2 separate regions of the Rattus norvegicus genome follow, and region 2 is linked to region 1. A link is a contact called in public Hi-C data. All regions are on one chromosome and are shown on one strand. Each heading gives the region's core, a stretch centred on a gene start, on an enhancer-like site or on the middle of the called end of the contact. The rest is flanking DNA. Distances are from core to core; before and after follow the strand shown.

What was found. A called contact is a pair of places that touch in the nucleus more often than the background predicts.
Region 2: a Hi-C map of mammary epithelial cells shows a contact between it and region 1, with 2.6 times the contacts expected there. The contact joins two enhancer-like sites. A contact is called at or near these places in 3 of 12 Hi-C or Micro-C datasets (hepatocytes, mammary epithelial cells and psoas muscle).

Annotation. Positions count from the first base shown.
Region 1 is chr7:31,473,973-31,478,331 of GRCr8, reverse strand. No RefSeq gene overlaps it. Among named protein-coding and RNA genes, the nearest start is that of Plxnc1, 46 kb to the right of the region's middle. Within about 2 kb of position 1,646, at least 29 of the 93 cell types and tissues checked have an H3K27ac peak or open chromatin away from gene starts, as enhancers often do.
Region 2 is chr7:31,831,964-31,836,546 of GRCr8, reverse strand. All of the region lies in intron 2 of Cradd (CASP2 and RIPK1 domain containing adaptor with death domain), which reads left to right. The region is part of intron 3 of LOC134479863 (death domain-containing protein CRADD-like); the gene reads left to right. Among named protein-coding and RNA genes, the nearest start is that of Cradd, 5.5 kb to the left of the region's middle. Within about 2 kb of position 3,091, at least 13 of the 93 cell types and tissues checked have an H3K27ac peak or open chromatin away from gene starts, as enhancers often do.

The sequences.
Region 1 (4,359 bases), core at 397-2,896:
CCGAATTATCTCAGTGTAATGTGCCAGCTGGCCCCTGGTGCTTCACAGGCAAGCTGGGTAAGGATTCGACTAGCCTCCGGGGCTTCGCCCAGCGGGCAGCTGGCGCGGGAGAAGGGCGCCCTCTGCCGAGGGTGAAGGAAAATACAGTCTGGCAGTTGGTGAACCCTATGACTAGACTTCACTTCTAGAAGGCTGTTAAAAATAAAGCAACCAGGAGATGTTCCTCACAAGCTCTTTCTTAGCCCCTTCCTTTCAGTTCTGAGCATAAAATCCGGTGGCTAATTGCAGGTGCTGATTCCAAGGGGGAGGTGTGCCCCCCCTACTCCAGAGACCTTAATTTCTAAGAAAGACAACCGATTATTACTATTTTTTTTTACCCTATTACCTTCCATTTCTCAGACTCTAGAACTAGGGAGACTTGGTGCTGGGGAAGATCTCAGACACCTTTTAGTAGGGAGCAACTCAGACCCACGGTAAAGCCACACACACACACACACACACACACACACACACACACACACACACACACACGTCAAGTTTCCTATCTACAAAACCGAGAGGCTGAATTCGACGGCCAGGTGGTTCCAACTCTGGTGGTGTCTGACTGGTGTCCTATTTTAGACCCAGCTTTTGTCCACAGAGAGAAAACAGCAGCTAGTGAGGAATCGTGAACCAACAGAAACAATGTGTGGGGACCATCTAATCAGTTTCCTCCCCCAGGAAAGGTGGAAATACCTTTCTAAGGACCTGAGTCTCTTTATTGAATCTTGAGTGACACCTAGTGGTTCGCCCGCCTCACCGTCGTCACCTACAGTTCTGCTCAGAGGGGTTTTGAGAAAACTGGAGCTCCTCCTTGCCTTCAAAGACCTGGGGAATCAAAGGCAGCGCCCAAGGTTCCTAGCACTTCCCCGGAAGCATGCGCCGTCACCTACCACAATCCCGCTCTTTGTTGTATGTGATTCCGAAAGAAACGCTCTTAGCTGGAGAGCATGCTCAACTGACACGTGTTTCTAGCAGTGAATGTGTTAAGCTAGAGGCTCTCCCAGGTGCTGGCAACACAAAGATGCCCTGGGCTAGGCTCCTGCTCTCAAGAAATGTAGAGCCTAGGTAGGTGTAGGAAATGGACCCAGGAGCTGCGTGGGAGGGGGATTGCGTGGGAGGGGGATTGCGTGGGAGGTGTTTTATTTTATAAACACCATAGTCCCCTGGAAAAATGGATGTGTGTGTGTCATTTGTGGAAGGACAAGGAAGAGAGCAGTCACCACTTGAGCTGGGTCCTGAAGGTCAACTAGCATGATAGAATAAAAGTGGATTGACAGCCCACAATGTACACATCCTTCCTCTCAGTGGTTCAAGCGATGAACTTGAGTGCGGCCGGGAAGAGAATCTGCGGGTGTGGTTAAGATCCCTGGGTCTGCCAATCTTAAAAATCTAAAGATTGTCCAGTGCAGGCCTCGCCCAATCAGCTGAATACTTTAAAGGGACTGGAATGTTCCTGGCAGAAGAGATTGGAGACTCAAAAGGACTCTTGTGGAGTTTTCCCTGATTGGCTGTTCATGCGGAATTTGGCTAGCCAGGAGAGAGCTGAGAGCCAAGCTGTGAGAAAGTGGGTTCTGACAGTGGCCAGTGAGCTGGGAGGGAAGCCAGAGCTTGCTTTGCGAACAACCAAGTCCCAGCTGACACCCGAGTTTAGCTTTGCAAGACTATGGAGAGAGGACTCCGGCTGTCTGTGCTGAGCTATAAAACTATGATTAACCAATTGGAGGGGATTTGAGCTGATGGATCTGCAATGTGTTCAGGAGCCACAGAAGATGGAGGGGGTTGGCCATTTGAGAAGGGTAAGCAGGACAGCAAAGGCTCGGAGGCAGGGTGCACTTGGAGAACAAAAGCCATCTGGTTAGCAGGACCATGCAAGCAAATGAGAAAGAAAAACCCATCATTAAGAACAAACAAGGCCTTGGGTGAGAGACACCATGTCCTTGTGCAGACTGATGGCTCCCTGTACCTCTGTGTTCACAGTGTAAAAGCCTAGAGTTATATTAGTGGTATAGTAGTGCACAGAGAGGGCTCAGCACAGTAAAGGAACTGTAAAGTGTTCAGAAGATGTTAGGCAATGACAGTTGTAGCCATTAACCCAGCAGACACCACACTAGACTGAAAGGCCTTGGCCGTGGGGTGGGTTTTTGGGGGTGGGGATTGGGAATGGGGGGTTGGGTTGCAGGAGCATCTAAGAACTATAAACCCCAGAATTACCTAACCCTACCTTTGTTCTTACTAAATCAGACCCCAGAAGCAAGGTCTGAAGACCTGAACTCCCAAAAAGCTTCCAGAAAGAGAAGTTGTAACTACACCATTGCAGTAGCTAAACACCAGTAAGCAGATGGTAGAGTACAGAAAAGGCCGTGAGGACAGGGCATGTTCATGACGGGCTTTGAGGGAGCAGCATCTAAGGGGGCTGAACGGGGTCCCCAGAGGATGTGCTGGGATCATTCTGAGAGGTGGGTGGGGGGTGGGGATGACGAGTGGTCTTACTGGGTTGTGAAAGTCCAGGAATCTTGTGGGCATGCAGCCGGGAAACCATATAGACAGAAACATTCAACTCAGGAGCCATATTGGGACTGGAATTACAATGTCCATGAGTGCGTGATGTCATAGGATGATGTCAAGAACAGAACCAAAAATGTGGAGGGTGGGGACCTCTTTGGAACTCAGAACAAGCCGTCAGAAAGACAGGAAGGGTGCTGAGTGGGGCATGGGCCAAGGAGACACTGGCCACCACTGTCCCTAGCCTTGGAAGACTCCAAACGGACAAAGTACAGCACCTGCTCCCTCAACTGTGAGATCTGTAGCTCTCACAGACTGTGACCTGGGCATGGACCAGAAGCAAGAGACGAGTTGTGTTCTTCAGGTTCGGAAGAGAAAGGGGAAAACAGGGTAGGGCAGAAGCTAGAAATGGGAACAGCCTTGCCCTGCACCAGTTCCGTCGGTGTGAACCTAGACATGCCATCAATAGGCACGGCTGTGGCAGGCGGCTGTGAACCTGCTGACCTTGAACTGCACACGGTGAGAAGCGTAAGTCTCTAGGGAGGGAACGGTCGCCGGGTTGCTGGGTGTGTGCTTATGTTCCAAAGTGTGCACCAGGGTTCCAAAGAGTGTGCAGTTATGCTCGAAAGTGTGCCACGGGGTTCACGGGGTAGACAAGACAATTGGACAGAGGCTCTTCTCTCTGGGGACCTGAAGGCTGGCTGGCCAAAGGACACTGAGCTGCAGAAATCCTAGCTGGGATTAAAGAGTGCAACTCTATGAAGACCAACTGTACGCTCTGGGGAAAGTCACTTTAGCACTCGCTACCCCAAGAGCTCATCCATACAGCGGAACCATAGTCAGACGTACCCAGGGCTCCCACAGTGGTGGTTCACCCTAAGTGCTAATACATGCAGTGGTCCTGAAGAGCATTTGTATTTTATAAGTCAGACAAGGGCAGATGGGTCACAACCCCGTGGAAATCCCACACCAACGAGCCGAAGTCCTTGACTGTGATCCACAAGGCCATCTGCTACTGTCCTCCTTTAGTCCTCTGTCCCTGGATGCTCACTGCTCCAGCCTGGTCGTCCTTGTGATTGATGGGCATTGCTCATCGGACATGTGGAGCTCTACCCCCCACACCATATATAGGCAGCTACCAAGGCACTTTCTTCTTCTGTAGATGTACGTCACGGGAATGCACAAGAACTTGCTGGAACTTTGGAATGGATGCCATCACCCCACACAGCTGCTCAGTCTATGCCTAGACACAGAGAGGCAGAACTTAATTTCTAAAGTAAAATTCAGCAGCTGACACAAGCTCAGGTCCCTCTGCTTGAAGGACTCAGAGCTCAAATGCTGGAACTACACTGCCTAGTTTTAAACCCTGGCTTGGCCATCATTCGTGTAAGGTCTCTGTGTTCCTCACATCCTGCAAGATAAGAACAATAATGATACCTGCCTATCTCATGAGGGTTATGACGATGTATGTGTGAATGCACACACACACACACACACACACACACACACATACACATACACAGACACCACACCACACATTCACACACATATACACATCACACATACCACACATACACATATACACCACATGCCACACTACACAGTACACCATACACACACACATACAAACACCACGCACACACACACACATACACAAACCACATGCCACACTGTACAGTACACCATATACACCACACCACACACACATACACGCACACCACACTATACCCACATTTATATGTAAGACACCACACCATACACACATATATCACACACATTATACACACCACACACACATATACCACACACATACAT
Region 2 (4,583 bases), core at 1,842-4,341, 360 kb before region 1:
TGAGGACCCCTAGAATTTTCAGCTTGGGTTGTCCTTAGAAAATTACATATTCCATGTGTCAGAACAAAACCAGGGCCAAATAGCCCTGACATTTCTACCGCATCATTATAAGCAGAATATAGAGCATAGAGTTGGGGAGGTCGCATCAATGAGTTGCACTTCTCTGGTATTCACGTAGAAGCTTCTCCTGGCTGCATGCAGTTGGATTTGACCAAAGAACCAGAAGCTTTCATCTCTCAAAGATGTTTCGTTTAATTAGTCGGTTACACAAATCATTTTGTCATGAATCGTCATAAACATGGGACCCTCATCCTCACCTCTTCAGGATTATTCAGAGAGCAAGAGAGAACTAAGATGTCCTGGAGAAATTATAAAAGTTAAAGAGAAGCCGAGGGGACAGGCGCTCCTACATCTAGTTATTTATTTTATATGTTTGAGTTTATACATCCGAGTGTAGGTACGGGCGCTGTGTGTACCTGGTGCACGTGGAGGTAAGAAGAGAGCGCTAGAGCCTTGGCAATGGAGTTGCAGATGGTGGTGAGCTGCCTGTGGAAGGAAAGGAAACCAGGTGGTTTGCAAAAGCAGCCTGTGCTCCTAACCACTGAGCTCCCCTCCAGCCCTGAAAAGCAGATTTATAAAGGATATATATAAAAAAAAATCAAACATATCTGTATATGTGCTTAGAAAAGTAGGTTTTCCCCAAGACTTGTTAACTCTGTGAAAGGGTTAAATGGCTCACCTCACAACACAAGTGAGCATTGTGAACTTTTTTTTTTATATATAATTAACTCTGCTAGTGAAAAAAATTCGTATGCGGGGCTTTGATTTATCAATTTCTTGGTGAGATAAACCCATTTTGAAGTATGACTGTCGTTTAATATTGACTATTTAAAGTAACACTTGCCTAGGAAGCGCAAGGCCCTGGGTTCGGTCCCCTGCTGGGGCGGGGAACCATAAAGTAACACTGAAAGGACTAGTAAGGCGGAGACCAGTGATAAAGTGGGTACCTTTGTCGTGCTCGTGCTCGTGCTTGCTTTAAGAAGAATGATGCTCTCCCTGCAGGGTTAGCGCTCCCTTTGGCTGGTGCTTGCAGTTAGCATGTCCTCAGCTAGTGCGGCAGTGCCACGCCCAGCCGTCTGCAGCCAGGCTCCTCGCCATGATGGCCACGGACTCTAACTCTTTAGAACTGTAAGCCAGCCCTCAATAAACTCTTTCTTTATAAGGAAAAAAAAAGGTGACATTACAATTGCCTTTGAGAACCCTGTCATTTTAACTCTTACTAATAAGCCCTGAGTTCGAGGTTTGTCAGTCGGTCATTCGATTCCTCACTGGTAGTTTTCTAGCTCACAAGTCTCTTCAAAAGTCCTTATTGATTATTGAAAATCTATTATGCCATAGGGTCTAGTGGTAAATGCGTATAAATTACATGTAATTATATCATCTATCATATACCACATATTGCATACTGTTATACATCATGTATTATATATTATATGATATTATAACATATATAATAATATGTAATATTACACACACACACACATATATATATAGTGTTTTGGGGGTGAGGGTAGAAATTTTTAAAGAAGTAGGTGCTTAATTGCTTTCTGTTACTTAAGGCCTGAAATATTTTTAAGTGTCTAATTTCATGGAAATAAGATTTTGAAATCAGGCTGAGGTTTAGTGAATTGGAACCTTGTGAGGGTGTTGGGTTCTTCCTCTATGGGATGGGGGAATGAGGGGAGGCTTAAAGCCACGGACCAGCGTCAGAGCTGAAATGCCTTCCAACTTAACATCTCTGGGGAAAAAGCAAACAAACCCAGAGTCCCATTTTCTGGGACCTCGGTGTTTCTCTAACACGGTGCCAGAACAGTGTAGCACACATTTCTGCAGAGGCATCATGGGTTTTGTGACCAGGCTCAGGGAAAACAGGGCGTCTGTGAGGTGCGCACACAGTAACTTTTCTCGCTTTCTGCTTATGTTGGTTGTGGTTGTCCATGGACTGGTTTGGGGCTCTGCCCTCAGGAAGCCTTGAGAAGTAAGGAGTGGCCTTCACTTAGCCACTGGGTCCATCCTTTCTCAAGAATAAGCGAACTTTATTCTTACTCCAGTTTTCTGCTTGGTGTCTCTGGCCAGCTCTTGGTTTCCCCTTCTTTGTGTACTAATTTCTGTGTTTCATTTCTACATTTTGAGCTGCTGTGGATATTTTTGTGTTATTTGCTTTTTGTATTTTATACCAAATGTAAGTGATTTAGAGTAAAACTGAGTAATGTCTCCGTCTCTATACTTCTATCTCCTATCTCAACCAATCCTCAGACAGAAAAGGACAAAACCTTCCCGAATCTTTTGATTATACCTCAGAATTTTCTTAGTTCTCCTAACGTCTCTTCTCAAAAAGTAAAAGTCCGGGACGTTAAGCGGATATTTGGTTTGTCTCTTCCTCACCCCACAAGGACTCTTACCTTTGAAAAGAAGAATTCTGCTGATAAAATGACTTAATCCACCTTGGCACAGTGGAAGGGACACTTGGCAGTACACTGCTGTGACCAAGGTCACACACCAGACATTAGATCAGCTGGAAGTCCTCTCTGGGTTCCTGCCGGGTCACTTTAGGAGACAGGACAGCGCTGGGCGTGGTGAAGGCAGCCTGTGACTGGTGGCTTGGCTTCCCAGCCTGGTGGACCTGACTGAGCTCTCTGTGGTGCCCGAGTGCATCTGGCTTGGGGAAGGGACTTTTTCCGAACCCCTGGCCTCAGTATCTGATGGGACTTGGAGTCAGGCATGGCGGAGTGGCTCATAGGCCACAGGACTCTGTGTTCTAGCTTGTTTGCTCTGGCCTGGCTGTGAGGCCGCAGCTCTGCTACGAGCCTCTCAGAATTCTGTCTTCTGGTAGCCTTCCTTTTCTCTCTTTGTATTTCTCTCCGTTACCAACAGGATCCCCGAGTTATGTATATGCTCAGCCACTAGCAAGAGTAAGCATCAGATGCTTCCTTCCTGGGCCCAGTTCAGTGGCTGCCCTGAGGCTGGCCCCTGTCTCAGCCTTGCCTGACCTTCTGTGGGTCATCCCAACAGACAGGATGTCCTTGACTGCCTGGCCGGCCCTCACTAGTGCAATACACAGGGTTGGCTTGCCCATTCCTTTTCTGCCCAGAGGCACCAGGCCCAGCCTGTCCCTTATGAGCTGGCCTCGAGTGACCCCGCTGAGCTACATCAGCTGGTGTCTCTCCTAAGAAGTACATTTTGGCTCTGAAGTACATCCTTGGGTGTATTTGTAATTACTGAGCTCTCATGACAGCTGTATTCCCTATCCCCATAGGTTTATTGGGTTCCTGACTTGAGAGTCTTCCTCGTAGAGCCTCTTCCAATCATGCCATGGGTCAAAGGCTGACCCATGAGGTAACTGTTGTGCTGATGTCAGTTGCTCCCTCTGGTATCCCCAGCCCGATTATCATATACTTCCTGTGGATTCAGTGTCATGGGTCTAAACTGAAGGGCCCTCGGATAACAGAAGGTATCCCTTCATCCATCCTTTCAGATGTGGAGTGGTGTTGACCACGTCTTAACGGTCAGGTCCTGGGGATCTGACCATAAACAGAACCGTGGACATGGGCTTCGCTATGTTCTCCTGGAGGAGGACCAAGGGTGTGGGCAGATAGCTAATGAGAAATTACCGTCGCATGTGTGGTGGGGAGGGTGGGCAGGTAAGCCTTAGAAAGCCTCTCCGATGTGTTGACCTCCCTTCTGAGAGAGAGTGGAAGGTGTTCGGTAAGAGACTTCCCGTGCAGGTATTACACGCCGTACCAGCACAGGACCAGTGATTTAGTTACTGAAGCTGTATGTAGATCATTTGGGACACGCAATGCCCAACAGTGAAGCCCACGAGAACTTCCGCAGTAGTCCAGATAAGGATAGAGGACCCATGCTTCAACACTTGGCAGGCAAGAGAATTCCAACAGTGTTTAGTTGGGTTGCTCCCCCTCCCCCAACGTGTTTTCAGGCTTACAGAGAGTGGCAGAAGCAAGGGAGGATTCCCTACCAGGTTTAGAAAAGGAAGGGCCGGTGTAGCTCAGACCGCAGGCGCAGCTGCACAAGCAGCTTTGCCTTGAACACCGTCGGCAGGCTTGGGACTCTTCTCATTGGCTTCTGTAGTTCTGTCTGCCACCCGGCTGAGCGTGCTCTGTTTAAGTGAGTGCCGCTTTCCAAGCCGGTGTTGTCTCCAGGCTTTGACTGTACGGGGTGGTGGGAGGACAGGAACCAGTTAAGTTTATGGGTAGCATTATGGAGTTTGTAACTTTTTATCTAAATACAACGTTTGCAATTTCCACCAACGCTCAGCAAGACGCCGGCAGATCCTGGTCTTTGGGAACTGGGTGGGACCCACACATCCTATTCTTTTTCTCTGTGGAAACAGAGGCCTGGAAGATTAAGTCCGCTCGCTCCCCATCACTCAGCTAGTTGATGTAATTTATTGCAGAGACTGGAATCCTAGCTTACCAGCTCTTGATTTAGGACCTTCCCTGCCTTTCATTTCTTTGGCTCCCCACTGGGTTTGAAATGGAATTGTGTTATGCTGTGGTGTTAAT